Regions from separate parts of the Zea mays genome. Here region 1 is linked to region 2. A link is a contact called in public Hi-C data. All regions are on one chromosome and are shown on one strand. Each heading gives the region's core, a stretch centred on a gene start, on an enhancer-like site or on the middle of the called end of the contact. The rest is flanking DNA. Distances are from core to core; before and after follow the strand shown.

The links. Hi-C and Micro-C count contacts between places; a contact is called where the count stands out from the background.
Region 1: a contact with region 2 is called in a Hi-C map of leaf, with 6 times the contacts expected there. The contact joins the promoter of LOC100191361 here to the enhancer-like site in region 2. A contact is called at or near these places in 3 of 25 Hi-C or Micro-C datasets (ear, endosperm and leaf).

What each region holds. Positions count from the first base shown.
Region 1 is chr8:16,410,921-16,416,543 of Zm-B73-REFERENCE-NAM-5.0, reverse strand. It overlaps LOC100191361, which reads right to left and starts at 3,700. Exons shown (of 12, transcript NM_001136795.1): 1 at 3,512-3,700; 2 at 2,450-2,529; 3 at 1,219-1,297; 4 at 502-583. The coding sequence starts at 3,577.
Region 2 is chr8:16,058,256-16,063,369 of Zm-B73-REFERENCE-NAM-5.0, reverse strand. No RefSeq gene overlaps it. Among protein-coding and RNA genes, the nearest start is that of LOC103634840, 41 kb to the right of the region's middle. Within about 2 kb of position 2,964, at least 18 of the 20 cell types and tissues checked have an H3K27ac peak or open chromatin away from gene starts, as enhancers often do. A contact at or near this core is called in ear, endosperm and leaf, where this site is marked.

The sequences.
Region 1 (5,623 bases), core at 2,451-4,950, 350 kb before region 2:
CTATCACAAAATATGATATATATCAACCAAACTTATTGCATGCATCAATTTACTAAGGGCATGTTCGGTTATACCAATCCAGAAGAGGATTGGAGGGGATTTAATCCTCTCCTAGTCAAAAATGACTAGGAGGGGATTAAATCCCCTCCAATCCCCCTCTGGATTGGTGTAAACGAACAAGCCCTAAAGGGGGATTGTTTTATTCAGTTCGTGCAGAACCATAAGGGGACCAGTAAGATTTTCTGTATGTGAAGAGAAAAAAGAAGAGAACTAAATATGCTAAAATCATAATTTGGTAGGGGTCACTGCTTTCAACAATATTTTAGGCTCTTCAATGTTTTGCATGACAGACAAGCTAGGAGTAACTAAACAAATGATATACTGTACAAATGGATTGGCTAGATAAGTGAAGGGAAAACAAACTGAAACAATAGGAAATATTTAGATCATCAATAGAAGGAACTTATGTATTGTGCTCCTTTATAAAAGAAAAAAACTGACCAAAAATTTGTTCACTATATGGAAGCTCTCCTGTGATGAGGGTGTCAACAAAGAGGACAGCAAGTTCACCACCACAGGTAACCTGGAATTGTTGATAATAATGTAAAGACATTGGGAACTTTTACCAGTAAGGAAAAATGGAAGGATTTCAAGTTCTACATGCTGCTGCAATGTGACTTCTACCATGGATTTGGTCCAAATGCAATTTAGGTTGACACAACACATAAGCAGATAACAGAAAAATCAGTGTGCTACCAATGTCCAGAAAATCCAAAGCACCTCGCTATAGTACAGCAAGGTATCCTGCTACCATAACATCTGTTGCCAATTAAATAGCAAAATGGAATGCACATTTGTAGAGTCTGTTTTATAAATAATTTCAGGAGTGCAAAAAAGAAGGCAAAATTAAAACAGGAAACGTTAGCAGCCTGCTGCAGAGGAAGCAACAGCATGCATGAAAATCTAGGTTAAGCTGTTTTTCCTTTTTGGTTCTGCAGCCCATAAATTGAAAAAAAAAGGTTAATAAAAATGTGTGGTTAGGTAAATGTTACATAAAAATTAGGAAAACTCACAATGATATTGAATCAATGAATATTCTTGGTATAAATTGATGGATTTCTTGGTATAAATTGATGGATTTCTTGGTATAAATTGATGGATGATATCAGCTGCTAACAACATTTGTTAACTCGTACTTGTACATCACAAGAAAGTAACCTGTCCATGCTTCAATTGAACCAAAGCGCCTGACTGAAGGATGTCCAAGGCTTCTGAATACTTCTGAGCAGCAATATACCTATATAAAATATGTCAAAACAAGTTAAGATGATCTACAATCTACTAATTATTGGTATATTGTGATCCCTACATTCTCCCCCAGCTAATTCAGGTAAAATTGTACACATCATTCTGAGCTGATTATTTTTTTAGTTATCTGATATATTTTGATCCTTTAAACCATTGTTTTGTGTTAGAGTAGAACACTAACCAGTTCAACCCAAAAGTTTAAGCTGATGGAAGAAGGTAATCAATCCACTTATACACTTCAACACCCCTGACTCACGTGTAGCCGGAGAGAAAGGCGCAAACGTGGAAAATAAATGGGTGGAGACACAAATAAAGCATCTGCCACCTCTGACTTTGATACCATGTTAGAGTGGACGCACTAACCAATTCAACCAAAAAGCTTAAGTTGATAGAAGAATGTAGTCAATCCACTTATACAATTCAACATCCCCACCCACGTGCAGCCAGAGAGAAAGGCGCAAATGTGGAAATAAATAGGTGAAGGCACAAATAAAGCCTCTGTCAAGATTCGAACTCGAGACTTCTGTCTTTGATACCATGTTAGAGTGGACGTATTAAACAGTTCAACCCAAAAGCTTAAGCTGATGGGATAAGGTAGTCAATCCATTTATACACTTCAACATTTTGCACCCTGTTGAATCTTATTAGTAAATTACATATACATCTTCAAATAACATCATTTTTTATAAATTACCAAACCAAATCTGCACTATCCTTCTGGCTTAAGAAACATGGGCATTTCATGTATGAATAACATTTGTCCACAATGCAAAGTCATTGTTCTTTATTTTACTTGAAATGTATATAACTATGACCTGCCATGAGCACCTTCAAGACGCCATATGAGTCAAACAAATGACAAATAAGTGAAATAACAAACCAATCTGGCTCTTGATCAGGGAGTCAACTTGAAGTAATAATGGTGTGGAAGGTTGATATAATCATGTTATAAGAAACTTTTAAATAGATTGAAACATAAGGCTGTTGCGAAAGCTGAAAGGGCCTCTAGCTGGTTAGATGGTCTGATTAGCACTCCTCAGGTCCTAAGTCCGACTTCCATGGGAGCAAATCTCATGTTGAGTTAAAAAATATCCTCGTCTAGAGCCAACCATTTGTTACTAAGATAAATAATGTGTAGTACCTTGCACTGGTTGACTTGTACATTTGTTGAGCTTCATAGAAATTTCCTCCATCCACCATACTCTCAAGCCTTTCAATTGTCTGATGCACATAATTCACAATTATTAATTAATTGAGTAAAACTCTACAGGACCTGTGCCTAAAATACAACATAATGATGCCAAGGGAGCACAAGCTCGCATAACAGCTGATGCTAAAAGGGTGCAGTGAAATACTTTATAGCATATAGGGCAAGGTTTTGTCACTAAACCCATCCACTTTCTAACCTAAGGCTCATTAGTCGAAACACACACAAGCCAGTAGGTGGTAGGCCAAGTACTCATGAATATTTACATCATTGAATTGTTTTTTCAAAATCTTTACCCCCTTAATGGATAATGATTGCTTTCTGTAGCTACAGAAATTTCAGAAGAGAACTAGAAAAGTAATATTAAACGAACGTCCAGAGTTTAAATAGGAAATTGAATAAGGCCATGTTTGGTTCCCTGGAATTGATAGGAATTGGAAAGTAATATAATAATGAAATGGGAAGCATTTGCTAGATATTGGTTTGAATTCATGGGATCCAAACAGGTCCTAAAAGAAATCTGATTTCTAGTTAATAACTGTGTTTGGTTTTGTACGAGTAAATGGTGCCAACCTTGGGGAAGATAAACTATCAAATATAGTGGTTAGGTTTTGCAACCATATGGAATTCTGGTGTTCATATAATTATTATATAGGACTATTCGTCGCTTCCTTTTTTTTCCAACTGGAACGAGAAAAGTGTACAGCATCCTTTTTGCAGACAACTAGATTCAACCAAGAGAAACTCAACCCCGTTGTAGATTTTTTTTTCGTTCCCTTGAATGCTTGCCGGCGCCGCCTTGCATTGGAGGTCTTCAGCAAACCCTAGTTCCAACAAATTGGCCATGAGTTGGTTCCCCGAGATCCAACTCGCCCATCGCACACACGCCCGAAAGACACAAACGATCGCACTAATGTGGGCACGCTCACCTCACCCGCGGGGGCCGAGCAGAAGCCCGAGGGAGGAAGGGATGGACGGGGAGAGGGGGTCCCTCACCTTCTCAGGAGGAGGCAGGTCGCGGCGCGCCCTCATGCTCCCTCTCATGCTCAAGGACCGCGACATGGCTCCGCGGCGGGCTAGCCCCGGCACAGGCGGCAGCAGGGAGGACAGGGGGCAGCGGTGGTGGGTGATCGGAGTCGCCGCGTCGGCAACCCTGGGGTGAAGAGGACGGCGTGGCCGCGTGGCCTCTGGCCTGTGGCTCTTGGTGTGTGGTATAGTTGTACATGTGGGCCGGCCTGGCCCGGCACGGCACAAGCACATCTAGGCACGACCCACAAAGGCACAACCCCAATTGTGGGCCGTGCCAGCACATGGGCCGAGCCAACGGCCCACGGCACAGCACACAATTACTAATGTGTGTCAGACCGGCCCAAAAAGACCAAAATACCATAATGTGTCAGATCAGCCCACATATAAAATGCAACAATAATAATACGAAAACAGAGGTACTCAGGTACAGAACATATATGACCAAATAAAATTGAGCTATTTTGTGGCTGCCTCATTAAAAACCTTTGGTCATAAGGGAAAAAGAGTACATCTAGCTCAAAAATAGTAATCAGTTCAATGTTTCGAGAGTTTAGTTGAGTAATACAGCCATACATACGAAATACATATACAATGATATAATCCTACACGGCCACATGCACACTAGTCACTAGGAGCATCTTGATTATCATCACCATCACCATCTAGATACTGATTCTCGAAGGCTTGTTGAAGCTCTGGATTCTCCAAGTTGTGTTGTTCTCTATCGTCGCTCATCTGCCAATCCTTCAAACATGTCAAGGTCTCCACCATCTCACTAGTTAGACAACGTCTCCTCTCCTCAAGCACCCTGCCAGCAAGACTAAAAACAGATTCGGAGCTAATAGTTGAAACAGGTACAGTTAGAACATCCTTAGCTAAAATGGAGAGAATAGGGTATGTATTCTTATGCTCACGCCACCAACTAAGAATATCAAAATCATCATCAAACACAGTAATTGGATCACTGTCAACATACATGGACAACTCAGAGACTGGACAGAAATTAGAAGGCGAAGAAGTATGGCCAACAGAAGTAGTAGTAGTTCTAGTGTTAGAAGATGAAGTACCATAAATCTTACCCCAAGCAGATTTCACTTTGCTAGTACTTACGGATTGAGTTGCCCTTTGCAACCTGGTGCCACCAAATTTGCTAACATCCATATGTAGAGTTCCATCTAACATCCATATCCAAACCAAATTTGCGAGGACGAACATCCATAGCAGCACAATAAGATTTATATGCAGCGATGCGTTGGTTGGAAGCATTTAAAAATGATATTGCAGTTCTGAAATCTTCAACATAAGGTTTCAAACGCTTCAAACCAGATTTTACAATGAGATTAATTATGTGACATGCACATCTCTGATGCAAGAATAGAGAACCAACATAACCAGAGAATCTTGGGCAGTGTTTGGTTGAGGAGCCAAGTAGAACGGAGCCGATACATCCCTAATTCTAGGAACGGAGCCGCTCTGTTCTGTGTTTGGTAATCTGGAACGGAGTGGCTCTGTTTTTTGTTTGGTTGCAGAGTGAACGGAACGGAGCGTGACTGTGAGAGCGGGATGGGAACGGAGCGGCTCCGTTCGGTTGATTTTTTGGAGCGGAATGGTTCCGAATCTGAGGAGAATATTCTCTAATTGGAGCCATTCCGTTCTAGTTACTTTGTAACCAAACAGCAACAAAACTGGGACAGAACGACTCCGTTCTACTTGGCTCTTCAACCAAACACTACCTTGGTGTAAGGATGTTCATAGCATTAGAATTAGCTGATGCATTATCTAGAGTAACAGAAAAAACCTTATCAATCAACTTAAACTCTTCAACAACAGTTGCAACCCGCTCTGCAATATTAGAGCCACTATGCGAAACATCAATAAGCCTCATTCCAATGACCCTTTTCTCTAACAACCAATCAACATTAACAAAATGGGCAACAACACTAATATAATCTTCCTTCGCATTACCAGACCATATATCAGATGTGAGTGCAACAGATGACACACTAGATTGCAATAGATCAATCAACACGGTACGACGTTGCTTGAAAAACTTAACAAGATCTCTAGTCGTTGTCTGTC
Region 2 (5,114 bases), core at 1,715-4,214:
GTCCCACTCCTATGTGATAATGAGAGTGCTATCCGCATGGCGGATCATCCTGTTGAACACAGCCGCACAAAGCACATTGACATCCGGCATCACTTTTTGAGAGACCACCAGCAAAAGGGAGATATCGAAGTGTTTCATGTTAGCACCGAGAACCAGCTAGCCGATATCTTTACCAAGCCTCTAGATGAGTCGACCTTTTGCAAGCTACGTAGTGAGCTAAATGTCTTAGATTCGCGGAACCTGGATTGATTTATAGCATCCATGTGTTTTATGCCTTGATCATGTTCCTTAATGCATTTTGTTGATTATTTATGGTGCTCAAGTTGTACAAGCACTCCCCGGACCTCACAAGTCCATTTGCAAGTGATGCACATATTTAGGGGGAGATGTGCTACAACTTGACCCTTTGAGACTAACTGTGTGCTTGAGTTTGCTTAATTTAGTCTCAAAGGAGGTTTGAAAGGGAAAAAGTGGACTTGGACCATGCAAGACTTCCACTCCACTCCGATGAAAGAGTAACTGATTCCAAGTTCATCTTTGTACTCTTATTGCCTTTTTACTCTTAGTTGAAGATTTTGGTGAGGCAATGGGGTTAAGGGGCCAAGATTGATCCCGTTTTGGTGCTTGATGCCAAAGGGGGAGAAAATAAGGCCAAAGCAACAAATGGATCAGCTACCACTTGAGAATTTTGAAAAAGTAGAGTTGGAGTTTTTGTTTGTCAAAATACTCTTGTTTGTCTCTTATGGTCAAAAGTTGATCTCTTGTGGGGAGAATAATTGATTATGGGAAATAGGGGGAGTTTTTGAAATCCTTGATCAATTTCTCTTTGAACAACTCTCTTGATGTCTCAACAAGTGTGTTTGACTTAGAGATAGGGAATTGAGTTTGATTTTCAAAAACAAACCAAGTGGTGGCAAAGGATGATCCAAATATGCCAAATTTGAGACAAAACAAATTTGTGTTTTCATTTGCATTGATGTTGCACTTCTTTTAGTTGCTTTTTGTTGTGTTGGCATAAATCACCAAAAAGGGGGAGATTGAAAGGGAAATGTGCCCTTGGGCCATTTCTAAGTATTTTGGTGATTTAGTGTCCAACACAAGTGCTTAAGTGATAAACTATGCCAAATGGTGGATAAGGTGCAAATCAATACAAAGGTATGATTCTAGACTTAGTATATTGGTTTTTGTGTACTAACATGTTTGTCTAAGTGCTAGAATCAGAGAAAATTCAATTGGAAAAGCTTGGCTCGAAGCAGCCAAAAGTCTGCTCAGTCTGGGTACACCGGACTGTCCGGTGGTGCACCGGACAGTGTCCGGTGCGCCAGGCTGGCTCTGGCAAACTGGCCGCTCTCGGGAAATCGTCGGCGGCGTATGGCTAAAATTCACTGGACTGTCCGGTGTGCACCGGACTGTCCGGTGAGCCAGCAGTCGGTCGGGCCAACGGCCGGCCGCGTAATCCGCGCGCGACGCGTGGCAGAGCCAACGGTCAAAAGGGGGCACCGGACTGTCCGGTGCGCCAACGGCTCTGAACCGCCAACGGTCGGCTTCGCCAAAGAAGGAAAGAAATCTGCACCGGACAGTGTCCGGTGGTGCACCGGACAGTGTCCGGTGGTGCACCGGACTGTCCGGTGTGCCAGGCGACAGAAGACAAGAATTGCCTTCCTGGAATGCTCTCAACGGCTCCTAGCTGCCTTGGGGCTATAAAAGGGACCCCTAGGCGCATGGAGGAGCACACCAAGCAACCTTTGAGCATTGTTGATCATTCACACTTCATTCTTGCACACTTGTTCGACATTCTTAGTGATTTGAGCTCCGTTCTAGTGAGAACCTTGTGATACTCTTTTGAGCTCAAGTCTTGGTCTTGTGTGTGCGTATTTGCTATGGATTTGAGTGTGTTGCTTCCCTCCCTTACTCTAGTGCTTCATTGTGATTCTTATTGTAAGGGCGAGAGACTCCAAGTTGTGGAGATTCCTCGCAAACGGGAAAGAGTAAAGTAAAGAAGAACACCGTGGTATTCAAGTTGATCATTGGATCACTTGAGAGGAGTTGAGTGCAACTCTCGTCCATTGGGACGCCACAACGTGGAGTAGGCAAGTTTTGTACTTGGCCGAACCACGGGATAAATCCTCGTGTCTCTTGTGCTTGTCCTTATTGTGTCTATTGTGCTTCACAAGAGCTCTCCTCTCTACTCACTTGATTTCATTGTTCTAACTCTTAATCAAGTTAGTGGTGTTAAGTTTTAAGTTTTACAGGATCACCTATTCACCCCCCCCCCCCTCTAGGTGCTCTCAACGGTCCGGTCGTGCACCCTGGACGGTCCGCGAGGACGCTGAAAATACATTTTACCGAACCCGTCACCTTCGGGTTTTTTCTGGTTTTCACCGACTGGACGGTCCGCGCCTGAAGCCAGACGGTCCGCGCTTGGTCTCGGACGGTGCTCGCTTCTCCGTTCGACGATCCGTAGAGTAGACTTGTGTTTTTGCAGTGTTCCTATCCGAGGTTCACCTTGGTGCCGCGGATGGTCCGCCGCAATGGCCCGGACGGTCCGCGCATAGGTGTTTTTCCAAAAAGCTTCTCCTGTCCGGAATAATCTACGGTATTCTGGACAGTCGATTTAGAATAGTTGTAGATGAACTTATGCACCTATGAAATGATCAACTAGGCATATTGGTTAGTCCACAAGGTTTGTGATGGTCGTCAAACACCAAAATCGATTATAGGAAATATTGAGACTATTTCCCTTTCATTCCGGGAGAGCGTCTGGGAAGTCTCGATGGAGGTGTCCAAATCCCGCCGGAGCTCTAGAGGATAATTGTTACACTGAGCCAGGGCTGACAAAAACCAAATAGACAAAGAGGAGGAAGCAACGCGTACCTCCCATTTGGGCCTTCAGGCCTTGGGCCTCAGATCGCTCGGCCTCCAATTCCTTTGCAAGGAAGTCGGCTCGGGAGGAGGCCTGGGTGGCCTAGCGGCGAGACTCATCTCATTCGCCAGTCACCACCAGCCAGTCACCACCAGGAGGCTTTCCTTCAACTATTGCACCTCCTCCGCCAACGGCGACACCTTTGTGTTCAGCAGCCGCACCTCCTCCTGAAGCGGCTCCACTCTCCCGCGGATAGCCGTGACCTCGTCCTTCAACTCCACGCACAGTGAAGTCAGGTCCGCGCCTCGGCGCTCTTCAGGGCTAGCTGCTCGTTTGAGCGATACAGTAGGCCCTGCTGGCGCTGCAGCGCGGCCCAGACGTCACACTCACGACGGATGAAGATGGACTTGGCAGCAGATTTCGCCATCAGCCCCTGAGAAGAAAAAAAGCAACATCACTACACCACTCGTAGAAAGGGACATCTCACAAAGGGTTTCTCAGGCCGCTTCGAGGGGCCGACCTCCTCGACACTTGCCACCTCGAGGCTCCAGACAACAACCGAGGAGTCGGGGATGGCACGCAGGAGGTCCAAGATGGTGGGTGGTGCCCGGTCGACATTGCGTCCGACACCCCGCCTCCTCCCCGGAAGAGACGGTGATGGCCTCGGCCAAAGTCGTCGGAGGCGCCGCAGCCACCTCGACGTCTGTAGCACCCTGCCCAGTATGCCCACCGAGGGCAAGCTGGACCACCTCGGTGCCCCGCTGGATGGCCTCCACGACAGCGTCGAGCCACGTGTGCGAGCGAGTCACGGCCTCGGCCAACGTCCCACACCAGACTTCACCTCCTTAGTGGCAATAAAGGCCGGCTTGCGGGCCTTGCGCTTTATGCTGAAGCATAACAAGACAAAAAGTCATAAGTAGAACTCAAGGACAAAGAAAATACTCCTATGGTTTAGCGGCGTACCTGGTCTGGGGTACGACGGCCAGCCTCTGCCCCGTTATGGGCACCTAGAGCGGGACGGCAGCCCTCTCATCCACGAGCTTCGTGGCAGCCACCTAGGGCGGGGCGGCTGCCTTCTCCTCCACGGCCACCACTTCCTCTGCAACTGCAGGGACAGGGCCTGGCTCGCCCGACACCCGCGCCTCTCACAGGGACGCTGTTGTCCCTTGTGAGGGCACGTTCGTGCCGCTCGATAGACCCACCGAGGCTGGCTCAGACCAAAGTCTGGCCTCGGGACTGAAGCCCAGCCGGACCTCCATCCCCTCATCGTCCTCCTCCTGCGTGCTGGGAGAGGGTTCAACGGCAACCCCTCCCTCGCCTGCGCCCTACGACACTTCTCCAATGTGTCACGGGCTACCCTCTTCTCGTGGGCCCGCTTCTTGTCCGCATCTTTCTTCTTCTTCTCCTCGACGGCCAACTGACGCATTGTTCGGCCGGCAACGTCCTCTAGAACTGGAGGTCGGGCGATTCGGTAGTCCTGCAGCCTCTGGGAAAGGGAGGAGAAGGATGAGATGGAGAAAAAAGGGAAGAGAGAATGGAAGGAGAATCTGAAGACTCACCAGGGACACGTAGCCTTGGTTGGGGCGCATTAGGACGGGGGCGGTGTAGTCTGCCTTCCACACCGCCCCCTTCACCCGCCAGAGGAGTTCGTTGGTGGAGAGGGTGTCCGATGCCATCTGGGAGCTTTCTATGGAGGCCACGACCGTCATCTCGTCCAGGCAGAGCCGACACTCGGTTAGCAGCAATACCCTCCTCCGATGGGAGGCGGCGATGACTCTAACCGCGGTAAGTCCGCGGTCCCAAGCCTCCATAGGGCGTCCAGCTGCACTGCAGCTGGACCTGGTGCTCCCGTGGAGCGCTCACCGCCAGTGTTCCATCGCCGCAAAGACGATGTGCTACGTATACACTGGCTGCTGCCCGTCATCGTTGCGGAGGTAGAACCATCGGCCCTGCCACCCTTTGTTCGATGAGGTGAGGATGGCAAGGATGTACAACTGCGTCTGATCCGAGCGCAGCAGAAGCGTGCAGCCGCCAACCCGTACCATGTTGCGCACCATCATCACGTCGGTGGAGAGGGAGAACGGCTCCGCCCGGAATAGGTGGAGCCATAAGTCCCAATGGGACTCAATCCCCATGTACTACTCGCAGACGGCGACGAAGTTGGCCGCCTGAGCGATGGAGTTGGGGTTGAAGTTGTGAAGCTCCACCCCATAGTAATGCGAGAGCGCCCGCATGAAGCGACTCGTAGGCA